2 separate regions of the Xenopus tropicalis genome follow, and region 1 is linked to region 2. A link is a contact called in public Hi-C data. All regions are on one chromosome and are shown on one strand. Each heading gives the region's core, a stretch centred on a gene start, on an enhancer-like site or on the middle of the called end of the contact. The rest is flanking DNA. Distances are from core to core; before and after follow the strand shown.

Region 1 (6,502 bases), core at 166-2,665, 51 kb after region 2:
AAATGTTCATCTGTACAAGCCCTAAGGCTTCCTAACAACTTACACGTCAAGCACAAGAAAATGCAGCACGTGGTGCCTGTAAAACGCAATGAAATGCAAATGCCAAAAAACACAACTTTGAATATGCTTGAGTAAAACCAGGCATAATATAATGGAGTCAATTAGCTGAAGCTGTAGGTGGATTCAAACATGCTTCTAAAACGTGTGTCAAACACATAAAAAAACACCTGCGGCACCTTATTGACCTGTGTGCAGGGCCCTCCAGCAGACCTACCTGACATCTGGCCAAAAATTGGACAAATGCCGATTGCGCTTGTTTGATTTTCCCATTGGATTAAGGACTGGATCTGCTTGAATCCAACTGCAATTACGATTCAGTGGCTTTTTCTCATTCAGCAAGCCCTTTGAAACACAAACAAAACACCGGTGTGCTTGAGCCCTTAATTGGCTCCTTCCATTTCACTTTATGTTGCCATTAAAATATTTCCAACTATGAATAATAAATCACACAAGTACAAAAGTTAAAAAAGAATGCGCCCCATCAATTCAACAAATGTGGCGCCCTCTGGTGGGGGAGGGTATATGACCTAAGACGATCTGGCTTGCTGCCCTTCAGCTGTTGTTTACTTAAAATTCCCTAAATCCTCCCAATAGCCTTTGTCTCTGATGATTATAACAGAATTAATATAGTAATATAATAAACTAGTATGATGTATAATATAAGGGTCTCTTTTCACTACCCTAGGCACTGCATCTCTATAATTTGCGGTAGTTTTCCTGTGTGCAAAAGTATCTACGGCATAAAGAATGGCCACTAGCCAGTTATTCTATCACAGCACTAAACTCATTAGCCTCTAACTTGTGCCAGTGGTGATCCAAACAAATAGCCCCAGAGTCTCATATCAGCTCATCATTTATTTTACAATCTCTAGTTATTATACCAAGGGAAAAGTAGACTGATGCGTGTGTTCATCCGCCATCCAGAAGAGAAAAAATAGTCCCATGAATATATAATTATTTTATGTCGGTCGAACTCTTTTCATGCATCTCTAGTAAGCCACTTTGTAAAGCTTTTTGAGTGTGTACTATGATTTAATTGAAAAGGCTTCATCAATAGTTAAGAGTATAGCCCCTTCCAAACACAAGGCAAGAAGCTAGGAAAGAACCTGGTATCATGGGGCGTAGAGATTGCAAACCCCAAACCCACGTACAAGAGGAGATGCGAGTCAACCAAACAGACAAACGGAAACGCCGGCTCTTGCCTGAGTGACAGGAAAGGCAACCAATGCAAAGGCGAGTTCCCTTTCCAAAATTCGCCGGCAGCCAATGGGACCAACGCATCAAGTTTGGTTGTTCCCTAGCCGCTGTGCTGAGCCTGTTGTAGTGAGACAGAGTGGCCAGTGCGGGCGGCGATGTGACGGAAAGTTGGCTTGTTCTTTATAGCGGCTACCGCGTCCCCCGGAGGTAGCTCTAGGCGGGCATCAGCGGGACCGAGTCTCCCGTGGAAACTGCTTGGTCTATTCGGTCCCTCCTCTTATACTTTCGCTGCTGATAAGGGGTACCCCGAATGCCAGCCATGATCGAGAAAGGGGCAGAAGTATCGGGCAAGAGAAGGGGCAGGAATAATGCTGCCAACAGCAAAAGTTTGGGCACGAGTGTGAATGGCAGTAACTCGTGGGAGGAAGGCAGCTCGAGCTCCTCAAGCGATGATGAGCAGGGTAGGTCAGCTCCATGTGGTAGCCTCGAACTCACTCCCCTTCCCATGCCCTTCCGAGCCCTCCTCCTTCCATCCAACCTTCTGGCTGCACTTTATGCTCCTTCAGATCATCCTCCCCTGCCCCTGTACCCCACAAAGTCGGAAGGTTCAACCTGCGGCCCCCCAGCTTCTGGCCAGCCGCAACACTGGGTACCCCCGATAACCAAAGGCATCCGATGGCCATGGGGAATTAAACGAGTTGTAGTTTAAGAGACGGATGAATGCCTTTAACTGTAGCTGTTTAGTATTGCTGTGCTGTGCGTATTACCCACCGGGATCGCCCAGGTCACCCCCCCCCCCCCCCCCCCCCCCCTCTCCAGTACTTCAATATACATTATACCCTGTCCCATTGATCTTCAACTGCCCACTTGTTGCTAAACTACAACACTCACCGTCCTCCATCAGGGGTTCTGACAGGGAATCTTGGGAGTTGTAGTTTAAATTTTCTGATCTGCGCAGTTCTGTAAAGGAACATAAAGTCGAACGTTTCTTTTGTTCCATTGTAGCAGTGCCCTAATGATTCCTTACTCCAGCTGTTAATGTAAATATAATGCTGTGAAGGGCTGCATTATCTGTACTGTCATCTATTAGAGGCTCTTATTACAACTCTTAGAAAAAGCTTTAATTATAATTGTATGTTATCTACTTGGCAGCTTCACCTGCAAACTACCCCTTACACTTATTTTCTCTACTGTCTGGTCATTCAGGTGGTGGGGGCATGCGGGTTGGCCTGCAGTTCCAAGCAGTAGTGCCTGAATTTGACCAGGGTAAGTGACATCTCTTGTTCCACTTCCTTTACTGCTGTACTATTGTTGGCTGTGATAGCCTCAAACTCACCTTTGCTACTTAAATTGTTCATTTATTCCTAGCCTGGTAGAAACTTTGGGACCTGCAATCTATCTGATCAGTACCTGAGTGTCTGTGCCATTATATGAGAATGCTTTCTGGTGAATGCCTATTATTGAAGTTAATTTCTAATTTTACATTGATGAAATAGCAACTTTTTCCTCCTACCACATCATACACCTACTGTTTATAGGAGGAACAGCAGGGAGAAAACGTGTTCTGCAAACGTGCTGCCAGACTTCTGGAAAATGAAATGTTCTTTCAGAGAATCCAGGAGTGGATCTGTCTGGCTACTCGCACAGTAGCCCATGTGTATTTACAGTCATCTGGCTAATAGAATACATTGTAATGGAGGGTTTAATGAAACAGTTGCAGATATGGTTCAATAACTATATACTATAATACACTATAAATATATACTATAATACAGATCTGACAACATTCAGCAACAAAGGATGGAGACGATCTCACTGGTAGTTTATATACCACGGATGGCTAACTTGTGGCTTCAGCTGTATTGCAGCATATAATGAAGGGTCCCAGAATGGGAGTTAAACATTGATTGCTTTGACATCAGATCTTAGTGCAGTGCTTTTGACATTTAAATGAATTGTTTGGTTTTTATAAACCAATATATAATATTGTTTGGTTTTTGTGAACAAGTATGTTTATATATTGTATTATATACTCCTCCAGGAATAGTTGGGGGAAGATTGCTTTGTGATGCACGATTCTAGGCTATTGGGTGTGGGTTGGCTAAAGTTAAGAATGAAATATTTGCATCTGTTGTGCAGCCAGCTTTAGTTTTGAAGTTCATTTTGAAATTGCACATTTTTATGAATCTCTAGATATCAAGAATTTAAACTTATCTCCGAATAATTTATAATACCAATATAGGCCATACAATTATGGATGGACCATTGCAAGGATACACTCCATTCTTTTATAGTTGTGGTGGAGCAGGGTCCCCCTGAATATGTAGTATTGTGTTGTGCTTCCAGGAAGGGAAGTCACTCTGATACACTGGCAGTCTGCTGTTGGAAAACTAGGGCATACGAATATATACACTTCTTTTAATGGTGCTTCTTTTATTTTATTGATGGTAATTCTAAAATACCTTTTTTTTGCTACTCCCTTTGTTAAAGGGGTAGATAACCTATCAATTAAATTTTAATATAATGTAGATATTGATATTCTGAAACCTTTTACAATTGGTCTTTATTTTATATTTTTTGTTTTTTAGTTATTTAGCTTTTGTTCAGCAACTCTACATTTGGTGTTTTAGCTATCTGGTCACTAGGGTCTTATTTGCCCTAGCAACCAGGCAGTGGTTTAAACGAGAGATGGGAATGGAATAGTAGAGGGCCTGCATAGAAAGATAAGTAATAAAAAGTAACAATAATAATAAAATTGTAGCCTCACAGAGCAGTGGTTTTTGGCTGCCGGGGTCAGTGAAAGCTAGAAAGAGGCAGAAAAGAAAGGCAAATAATTCAAAAACTATAAATAAAATAATGAAAACCAGTTGCAAAATTGCTAGGAATAGGGCATTCTATAACATTAAAAGTTAACTTAAAGGTGAACCACCCCTTTAAGGATTCTCTACTAGAAAGAGGGGAAATGTTCAACGTCCTAGTGAATGGCAGAACTATATGTATTTGTTATTAGTCCACTAAGGTTCTTTGTTTTGTGTTTTTTCAGTTAATGTGCAATTCATTTGTGCAACTTTTTTTTACTAGGCTTTATGAGCGTTTATTGCTAAAGGTTTTGTTAGTGTTTGCTGGCAGGTAGATGTATTCTACAATGTGACCAGATGTGTGCATACTTTTATAGGAGGAGAAATTTCACCTCCCATTAGTGCCATCTGCTGCCCTCCGCCAATATCTTCAGTAGGATTGTGCTTGTCAGTGCTGGATATGCACTTTGTGCCCGGGTTGTAGAAGCCTAGAGCTCATATAAACCACAGTTACCACTGCATGTGAAGGTTATAGGTGGGCAATCCAGACAACATCCTTGTTTCACTCTGCAGAATATTTATGGCTGTGCAATGTTTATCATAATTACTTGCCTTGCTGTTAAAGGGGTTGTTCACCATTTTTTAAAATACTTTCCTGATTGGAGTTGCTTAAAAAAAATATATTTTTTTTTTTTTAATGAAAAGCAAGCACTTACCGAAATCAACAGAGGGGAAAGACGGAAAGCTTAACGCTGCTACGTCCTCACGTTTTCTCATTTATTTGCATAGCACTAATACAATTGACTGAAAATGTAAGCAAATAAGTGATGAAGCATTAGAACATGCACAGGAGTGCTTACCCTTAAGTGGTTCACAGTAGTTTCTCTGAATGCGCTGCTGATCTCTGCGTGTTCATAGAAGAGGTGGGAGCCTGCGACCCCAGAGAAACAGCGAGAGGAGCTTTAAGTAGGCACTTATTTTAATTACTGATGGAACGTAAAGTCCAACCAATCTAGGAAGACTTCGCAAAAGGTGGGCAACCCCTTTGCTTGCACTTTGAGTTATTACTCAGATTTGGGTGGAAAAGCCCTGTGCAAGCTTCCTCTTAATGGCATATTTCTATTGAGGCTTTGACAAAGTAGCCTGAAATATTTTCATGTATGTAAGTTTGGTACAAAGATTCAAATTGTTTTGGTATTTTAAGCCAATCATTTTATACATATTTGTTTTAGGATATATATTTTTCTATACTTTATATATAGATTTGGAGAAACAATGTGTGATGAAATGTACCCAACTTAATGCACTGTTTTGAGAGATTACTGCTGTAGAGATGCAATGTCTGTAGCTGGGACTGCTGGTGCTCTTGTTTCCTGGGCTGTGTAGTACTTTTCATGATTCCCATTAAATACAGTGGAAAGGGAATGCTGTTGATTCCAGTTATTTCTGTGATGTCCTGAGGAATGCTGAGATAGTTAGTAGTTACTTAGCAAAGTAGAGTTTGCAACTCTGAGTTTGCCGTCCCATAGAAAGAAATGTAGAGAAATTCTGAAAAGCTGTTTGGTGTATAAATAGGTTTCTTTCTTTTGAATGGTATGCCATGCATTTACCAGTCCTTCTCAAAGCTTGCTCTGGCTCACATCATGGAAATTAGCAAAGGAAAATGCCAACACCAGTGAGTTGTGTGTAATCCCTCATTCTCACTTACTTTGTACCTCATACTCCATGAAGCATGGACTCCTGGCAATGTGCCACCAGAACAGTATGTATATTTTGTTATATAAATAGCTATTGTTAATTATGTTAATTATCTTAGAAACTAAAAAAACACACTGAGCTCTTAGGTATAATGTTAAATTGCCAAATGTATTTTTAATAGAAGTTTTTAAAATAAAAGCGCTCACTCTCATGGGAAAATCGGTTTTGAGCTTGCACCAACATCTCCAATGTAAACAGTGATCAGGAGCAAGTTTAGTGCAGTTGGCAATACAGGTATAAGACCCGTTATCCAGAATGCTCGGGACCAAGGGTATTCCGGATAAAGGGTCTTTCTGTAATTTGGATCTCCATACCTTAAGTATACTAAAAAAATTAATAAAACATTGATTAAACCCAATAGGATTATTTTGCACCCAATAAGGATTCATTTTATCTTAATTGGGATCAAATACAGGGTACAGTTTTGTTATTACAGAGAAAAAGGAAATACATTTTAAAAATCTGAATTATTTGATTAAAATGGAGTCTAAGGGAGACAGGGTTTCTGTAATTCCATAATCCGGAGCTTTCTGGATAACGGGTTTTCGCATAATAGATCGAACACCGATATGGTTTTGCTTAAAGCTTGCCATAGCTGCTTAGTAGCTAAATTAGGAGAAGTAGGAGAGAGACTGAATTTGAAATTACATCCTATTTTGGTAACAACATGTTCAACCACTGTTTCCTGT
Region 2 (6,884 bases), core at 1,106-3,605:
TGAAAACCAATTGCACATTGTCTCAGTATAGCACTCTCTTTATCATGCTAAAAGTTATTTTAAAGGTGAACAACCCATTTAAAAAAACACAGGGACAGTTTAACTTCCACAAGAAAACTTTACTTTATGGTTTATCAAGTGAAAATGTATGGGCGAGATTTAATTTAAGGAGAAAAAACTTTCCTTCTAATTCAGTTCTAGTTTTTCCTGTAAATCACAATGGAATTTTCATGTGATAAACAATAAAATCAGTTTTTCTCACTAAATTGCTTGTACTTGAACTTGTAGAGGCTACAACAGATTCCATTGTGTTCTGTGGTGGTATTCTAATCCAGTTTGCTGTCCATGTGGCACACACCATAGAAACCAATGAAATGTTTTTAGACTACTACAAGTAGATGACTACTAGTTGATTGTGTGACATATTCCAGGAAAAACATATTTGTGGTACAATACTGACACCAGAAATTAAACCTCTTTTTTATATCTCTCGTAACATTGTCTTTGCATGATATTTATAAATTTCCCATTAAAGTATTTGCCAAATGCTTTTAAATCTTTTAAATCTGATCCCCCATGTTTCTCTATAAGGGGGCTGGCATATTTGTGCAGCAGGAGTCCATTAGAATTAGGTTGATAAAGGGACAGTCAGGTTTAGGAACAGTAAAGCTGGCCATACACGGGCCGACTATAGCTGCCGATATCGGTCCCTTGGACCGATTCGGCAGCTAATCGGCCCGTGTATGGGGAGAGCAGAGCGGCCTGGCCGACCGATATCTGGCCTGAAATTGGCCAGATCTCGATCGGCCAGGTTAGAAAATCTGGTCGGATCGGGGACCGCATCGGCTCGTTGATGCGGTCCCAGATCCGACTGCCCCATTGCCGCCCACATAATCCGATCGTCTGGCCCCAGGGCCAAACGATCGGATTATTATTTTTTTTACCTAAATGGTCCCCGATATCGCCCACCCGTAGGTGGGGATATCGGGGGAAGATCCGCTCGCTTGGCGACATCGCCAAGCGAGCGGATCTGCTCGTGTATGGCCACCTTAAGTAACAATTACTTACAAAAGCAGCCCTATCAGCAAAAAACAATCAACATGATCTATAGGTAACTTTTATTGTACATTAATAGTTTGATGCCTAGTTTTAGTAATAGTATCACTTTAAATGTAGTGCATTGAGGGCATTATTCTTCCCAGTGCCGCTTACAGCAGCTGCCAATGAAGACAGAAAAAGTCTGAAACCCACATAGCAAGGGAACGATAAAGACTGTGAAGCAGAAAGTACAAACACTGCAACATAAAAGGCTTTTAAGGCAAAAGCTTGATGTGTGTGCTGGGATGCAAGCAAACCTCTAGGAGACCAGCCTTCCCTCTCTAGTAGAAAAATAGGCAGGATTTTACAGTTGTTTTTTGAAGGGGGGTATAGATTCTTGAAAAGCTAACATGGAGAATATACCAACATAAAAGAGTACTGTAAAGGTATATGTTTATAATGCACGAGAAACTGCTCTGAGATAAAGCTGTGTGCCTACTGATTTTGTGGCCAAAAACAGATTTATTGATTGATTGAGCTGCTGGTGGTGGTTGTGTGTGCAATATTCACTATTGCTGGTGGATCAGGTGGTCCAACACCGTGCACATCAAAAAGCCAAACGGTGGTTTATACGGTGTCAGTTAATTCCAACACACTGTAGTGGGGACATAGGCACCCTTTGCTTCAGTTTGTGCTGCTTTAGGGCAAGGGAACACGCAGCATATTGCCAGCCTGTGTTTCTCTTCTTCGCGGATATCGACTGCATGTGCCTGCACCAAAGTGGATTCAATGCTTCTGGGTGCAGGCACATTGAGAAGATTTTTTGAAGCATACGGGCATATTGTCAGCCTGCGCTTATCTGCTGACAATATGCGTACTGGAAATGCCAGGGCCTATTTTAAATCCCAGTCCAGGCCTGTCTTCTGGTTAAAGTCAGAAAGAGGTACGAACAGGTGCCCAGGACCAAAGCTATGAGTAGGCAAAACAGGCGGCTGCACAGAGTGCAATGGGGTGTGGGGTGCAACTAGGAACAGGAGTAAGTTAGTTATTAACACTGGGTCTGTGACTGAGTAAGTAAGCAGTAGGAGGAGGTATATGGCAGAAGGGGGGGGGGGGGATTCCAAGCAACTGGCAGGATGGATGGACGCCAAATCTTGGGTGCCAATAGAAGTTGGCCTGGCACTGTAGTAAAATATACCAGAAAATGATTACATGATATGCAGGTTAGGACTACAGGCAGGCAACAGATGTGACTGCTTAGGCTGCAACAAGTGTGGGGAGGGGCAGAGATGCATCTGATGGGGGTGGAGGTAAGGGAGCAACCAGCAGTGGCAGCAGGGGGTGGTGCAAACAATCAGCAGGAAAGGAGGTAAGTGCACGACCAGTGGAAGGGGGGGGGGCATGCATTGGGTGCCAATATAAGTTGGCCCAGAACTAATTATATTTAAGACACTTATCAGTTCACATGTTTGTACATAATGATCTAACATAAACCTCTCCAACTATACTGGCTGTTTTGCTATAGCAAAAAAAGGAAAGTTGAACTCAACTACATGTCGGTGTATTGGGACCTCCCTGACTGATATCTGGGCGTAAATCAATCAGCTGTTGATCAGACAGGCTTGATTTTCCTGTTGGATCGAGGACTGCATTGGCTCATTGATGTGGTCCTCTCTCTGGCAGCTAGTATTCTCTTTATTTTAATAAGATTGTTTGAGCCTAGGTTCATTTTGGTTGCCGCAACTGGATTTTTAGAAAAGTTGCGGCAACTAATTGTCCCGTCTGTCTTCGCCCTGAAGGTATAAGCCTGGACAACAGACATCATGCCATAAAACTACACAACAATCCTTGCAGCTACAAAATAGTCTATATCAAAGAGATGTAAATGACTGTACACACTAGTGTGGGTGCTGGGATAGTCAAAGTTCCCAAGGAAAGGAGACCTAGCTGGCTCAACAAAGGGATACCTGAAGCATTGGACTCTACAGTGCAACCTATCAAGTTCTACCTTCCTTCCTGACTGAGAAGAGATGAATCATCATAAAAAACTAAATTTGATCTGATTGGTTAGGACTGTCCTTTGGGTGTGTATGGGTTATGCTCAGTTGAATGGTCTGTCTCATGTTTATGTAAAAGCTCTGTAAACACATTGTTAGGCACTTATGCTCTCCCTTTCTTCCTCCCTCTATCTTAGCTAGTTCTCTTGTTATTTTATACTTTGTAATTCTTTTGTAAATAAATATATCACTTATTTAAAGATAAGGCTGTCTCAATTCAATAGCCAGGCACTCCCCAAAAATACAGCAGATTAAATGGATCACTGTTAAAGGAATACTGTCATGGGAAACCATTTTTTTAAACACATCAGTTAATATAGCTGATCCAACAGAATCCTGCAAACAGTTTTTTTTATATTTAACTTTGACATTTCACATGTGGCTAGCCATATTCTTGATTTACCAGGGTGCCACAACCATGTGACTTCTGCTCTGATAAACTTCAGTCACAGTATACTGCTGAGCTGCAAGTTGGATTAACCCCCCCCCCCCCCCACTTCCAGCAGCCAATCAGCAGAACAATGGGAAGGGAGCAAGATCAGCGCACCAGAGGTCACCCCTATAGATTAGAGGAACAGAGCTTCCATTTGAAGCAGCGTAGGTGGTTTTTCACGGTGAGGGCAGTGAGGTTGGGGAATGCCCTTCCTAGTGATGTGGTAATGGCAGACTCTGTTAATGCCTTTAAGAGGGGCCTGGATGAGTTTTTGAACAAGCAGAATATCCAAGGCTATTGTGATACTAATATCTACAGTTCTACAGTTAGTATTACTGGTTGTATATATATAGTTTATGTATGTGAGTGTATAGATTGGTTAGTATAGGTTGTGTGCTGGGTTTATTCGGATGGGTTGAACTTGATGGACAATGGTCTTTTTTCAACCCTATGTAACTATGTAACTATGTAACTATGTAAGATAGCAGCTCTCAGTAGATATCAGAATAGCACTCAATAGTAAGAAATCCAAGTCTGGCTTGGGACTCCTCCAGTTACATGGGAGTAGGAGGAACAATAGGTTACCTAAAAGCAGTAATAATGTGTAGCTCTGGCTCCTTCTGAAAGCTCAGACACAGGTACAATGTGTTTGATGGCTGCCTACACACTAATGTTACGCCTAAAAATACATTTGTTGGTTCAAGTATACATTTTAAATGTAAGAGAATTATTTGCTATGTAAACAGTGTAATTTAGAAAAAAAAGTATACCATAAAAATCATGACAGAATCCCTTTAATGATTATTAGGATTTAATGTTTGGTCTTCTCCTGGATATATTATTGTACCAGTTAGCTGATATCAGTGATGTTGTTAGCTATAGTTCACCGACTACATAATATATGTAGCCATCACGACAGAAACTTGGGACTGTTTGCGTGCACACAGTAGATACTGTATTTATTGATATTTAGCTCACATAAGCTTCCAATTTCCTAACAATATAAGGATAAATAAATGGGCGTATACAGTGAACAGACAGTAAACTAAAGTTAAATTCCATATTTTTGATACACACAGCCTAAAATCTAAATCTAATTTACCCAATTACAGAGCAAAACGTTAAAACAGTTTGTGTGTCCCCGTGCTGGAGAAGCCGTGCCCTCATTCTGAAATAAACTGTGCATGCAAAACCTGTATTTCTTGAATCCTACCCGCAGTGCTCTGTTCTTATTGATGTCAGGGCACGGCACCAAAAACATAATATAGTGTACCCTGGGTGGAAAAATAAGAGGAGGAGGTGGAAAACTCCCAGTTTTCCCAAAAGAAATTTAGCCCATTTTTGTGCCTTATAGAGCAGACTCAATAAGGTAATTATATATGATCAAAGAAAATGGTTCATTTATGCTGTTTTGGAATCAGCAGCACCCCTTCTTCCCTGCTCTTACCGCTCTGGCATTGGGGTGGGTCATTGGGGGGGCAGTATCACTAGTGCAGAGAGTGCTATTGTGCTTTTTGCACTAGAAGAGCTAAATTTTCATTTTAAAAAACAGTATTCAACCCTTTCCAAACGCAGTTTATTGAATGCATAACGTGGGCAAAAATATCATATTTTGTTAATTCAGCACGCTGCCTTGGGGTTATCCTTGACCAGTCACTCTCCGTCTCTAAACATATTAATAATACTGCCAAAACCTTCCGCTTTTTCCTCCGCAATATTGCCCTTATCCTTTCCCACTTAGATTACTGCAATCTCCTACTAACCAGCCTCCCAGACTCCCACCTCTCTCCCCTGCAATCAATTTTAAACTCTGCTGCCAGGATCCTCCTGCTCTCTCCTAAGAGGGAACCTGTTCAGTTTCAATTAAGCTCTCTAGCATGGCTGCCTATAAAGCAAAGGATAGCATACAAAATCCTTCTACTAACAGTCAAAGCCCTTCACTCCTCTGCTCCTCACTACATTTCTTCACTGGTCTCCCTGCACATTCCTGGTCGTCTTTTCCACTCCTCTCAGAGCCTCCGTCTGTTTACACCATCCACACCCACTGCGCTCTCTCGTCTTAAACCTTTCTATCTCGCTGCTCCTTACCTCTGGAACTCTATCCCTGAATCCCTCCGTAGGGAACACCCACTAACTCTCTTTAAGAAAAAACTCAGCTGTTACCTTCTGGAACACTAAAACATTATTTTGTCTAGTTCTGCGCTTAAGGGCAAATGCCCATACCTGGGGCACTTTCTTCCAATTTGTGCCTGTATGCTACCCAACCACTTAGCCTGTAAACTCTACCGGTCAGGGACCTCCTTCCCACTGTGTCTCATACCATATTCTCTGTGTATTTATACATATTTATTGTATTTATTACAACACTTGTCCTCCCTCTATGTAATTTTGTATTTTCTAAGATTGTACAGCACTGCGTACCCTTGTAGCACTTTATAAATAAAGTTATACATACATACATTTTCCCAGGGGCATCAGATCTCATGCATCAGATGCAGGGAACACCTCTGCATGCTCAGTTTAGAAAGGTAAATGGGCTCAGTACAGTGCAAACACAGGTTTCTGCAGACCACACAGATTCACCTGGTCAGGAATTGGGATCCTTATTATTAGCTTGAATTTGTTGGCAGACTCTCTTCAGCTGGCCATACATGGGTAGATTTAAGACTGATCAGGCAGATATTTATTAGGCAGGTTTGATCTTTTCAGGTGAGGACCACGTCAGACCTTGATGTGATCCAGTCTGCAGGCAGAGGAAACACCAATCTGCCCTGCTTCTGTCCCATATTTAAAGTGACAAGAATTTATAGACTTAAGGGTGGCCATATATGATGTGATCTGCTCATCTGGTGAAGCGGATTTTTTCCCAATGTGCCACCTAAGGTGGGCAATATCAGGCTAATATGCCAAATGATCAAATACAAAGAGCCGATGTGGCCCCTAATCCGATGGGAAAATCAAACCCGCCTGATTAAGATCTGGACAATTTTAGGCCAGATGTTGGTTGGGTAGGCCTGCTGGGGGTGCCCATACATGGGCAGACAAGCTGCTGAATCCATCTGAAAGACCCAAATCGGCAGCTGAAATCTGCCCTTGTAAACATGAACATAAACATAAATATGCTTTTATTGCAGTGGCTTTGCTATCAGCTTTGCTGTATTCAGACATCTTATATCTGTTGTCTATATAATGCTTTACACTCTCAGTGGAGCCATAGATAAAGCATATTCATAAGCTTTGCCAACCCAATCCCAAAGGTATTTTTAGATACATATAATATTAAGCATCCCTGAAATAAAGCAGTTTTTCAAAAAGTGCTGATACAGCAGACATAATATATAAATGTGTTCAGGATA

The links. A called contact is a pair of places that touch in the nucleus more often than the background predicts.
Region 1: a Hi-C map of gastrula embryo shows a contact between it and region 2, with 2.9 times the contacts expected there. The contact joins the promoter of rcor1 here to the enhancer-like site in region 2. A contact is called at or near these places in 4 of 5 Hi-C or Micro-C datasets (brain, gastrula embryo, neurula embryo and 1 more).

Annotation. Positions count from the first base shown.
Region 1 is chr8:97,695,604-97,702,105 of UCB_Xtro_10.0, forward strand. rcor1 (REST corepressor 1) reads left to right here and starts at 1,416. Exons shown (of 12, transcript NM_001045668.1): 1 at 1,416-1,718; 2 at 2,464-2,523. The coding sequence starts at 1,577.
Region 2 is chr8:97,643,561-97,650,444 of UCB_Xtro_10.0, forward strand. No RefSeq gene overlaps it. Among named protein-coding and RNA genes, the nearest start is that of ankrd9, 39 kb to the left of the region's middle. Within about 2 kb of position 2,356, at least 3 of the 11 cell types and tissues checked have an H3K27ac peak or open chromatin away from gene starts, as enhancers often do. A contact at or near this core is called in gastrula embryo, where this site is marked.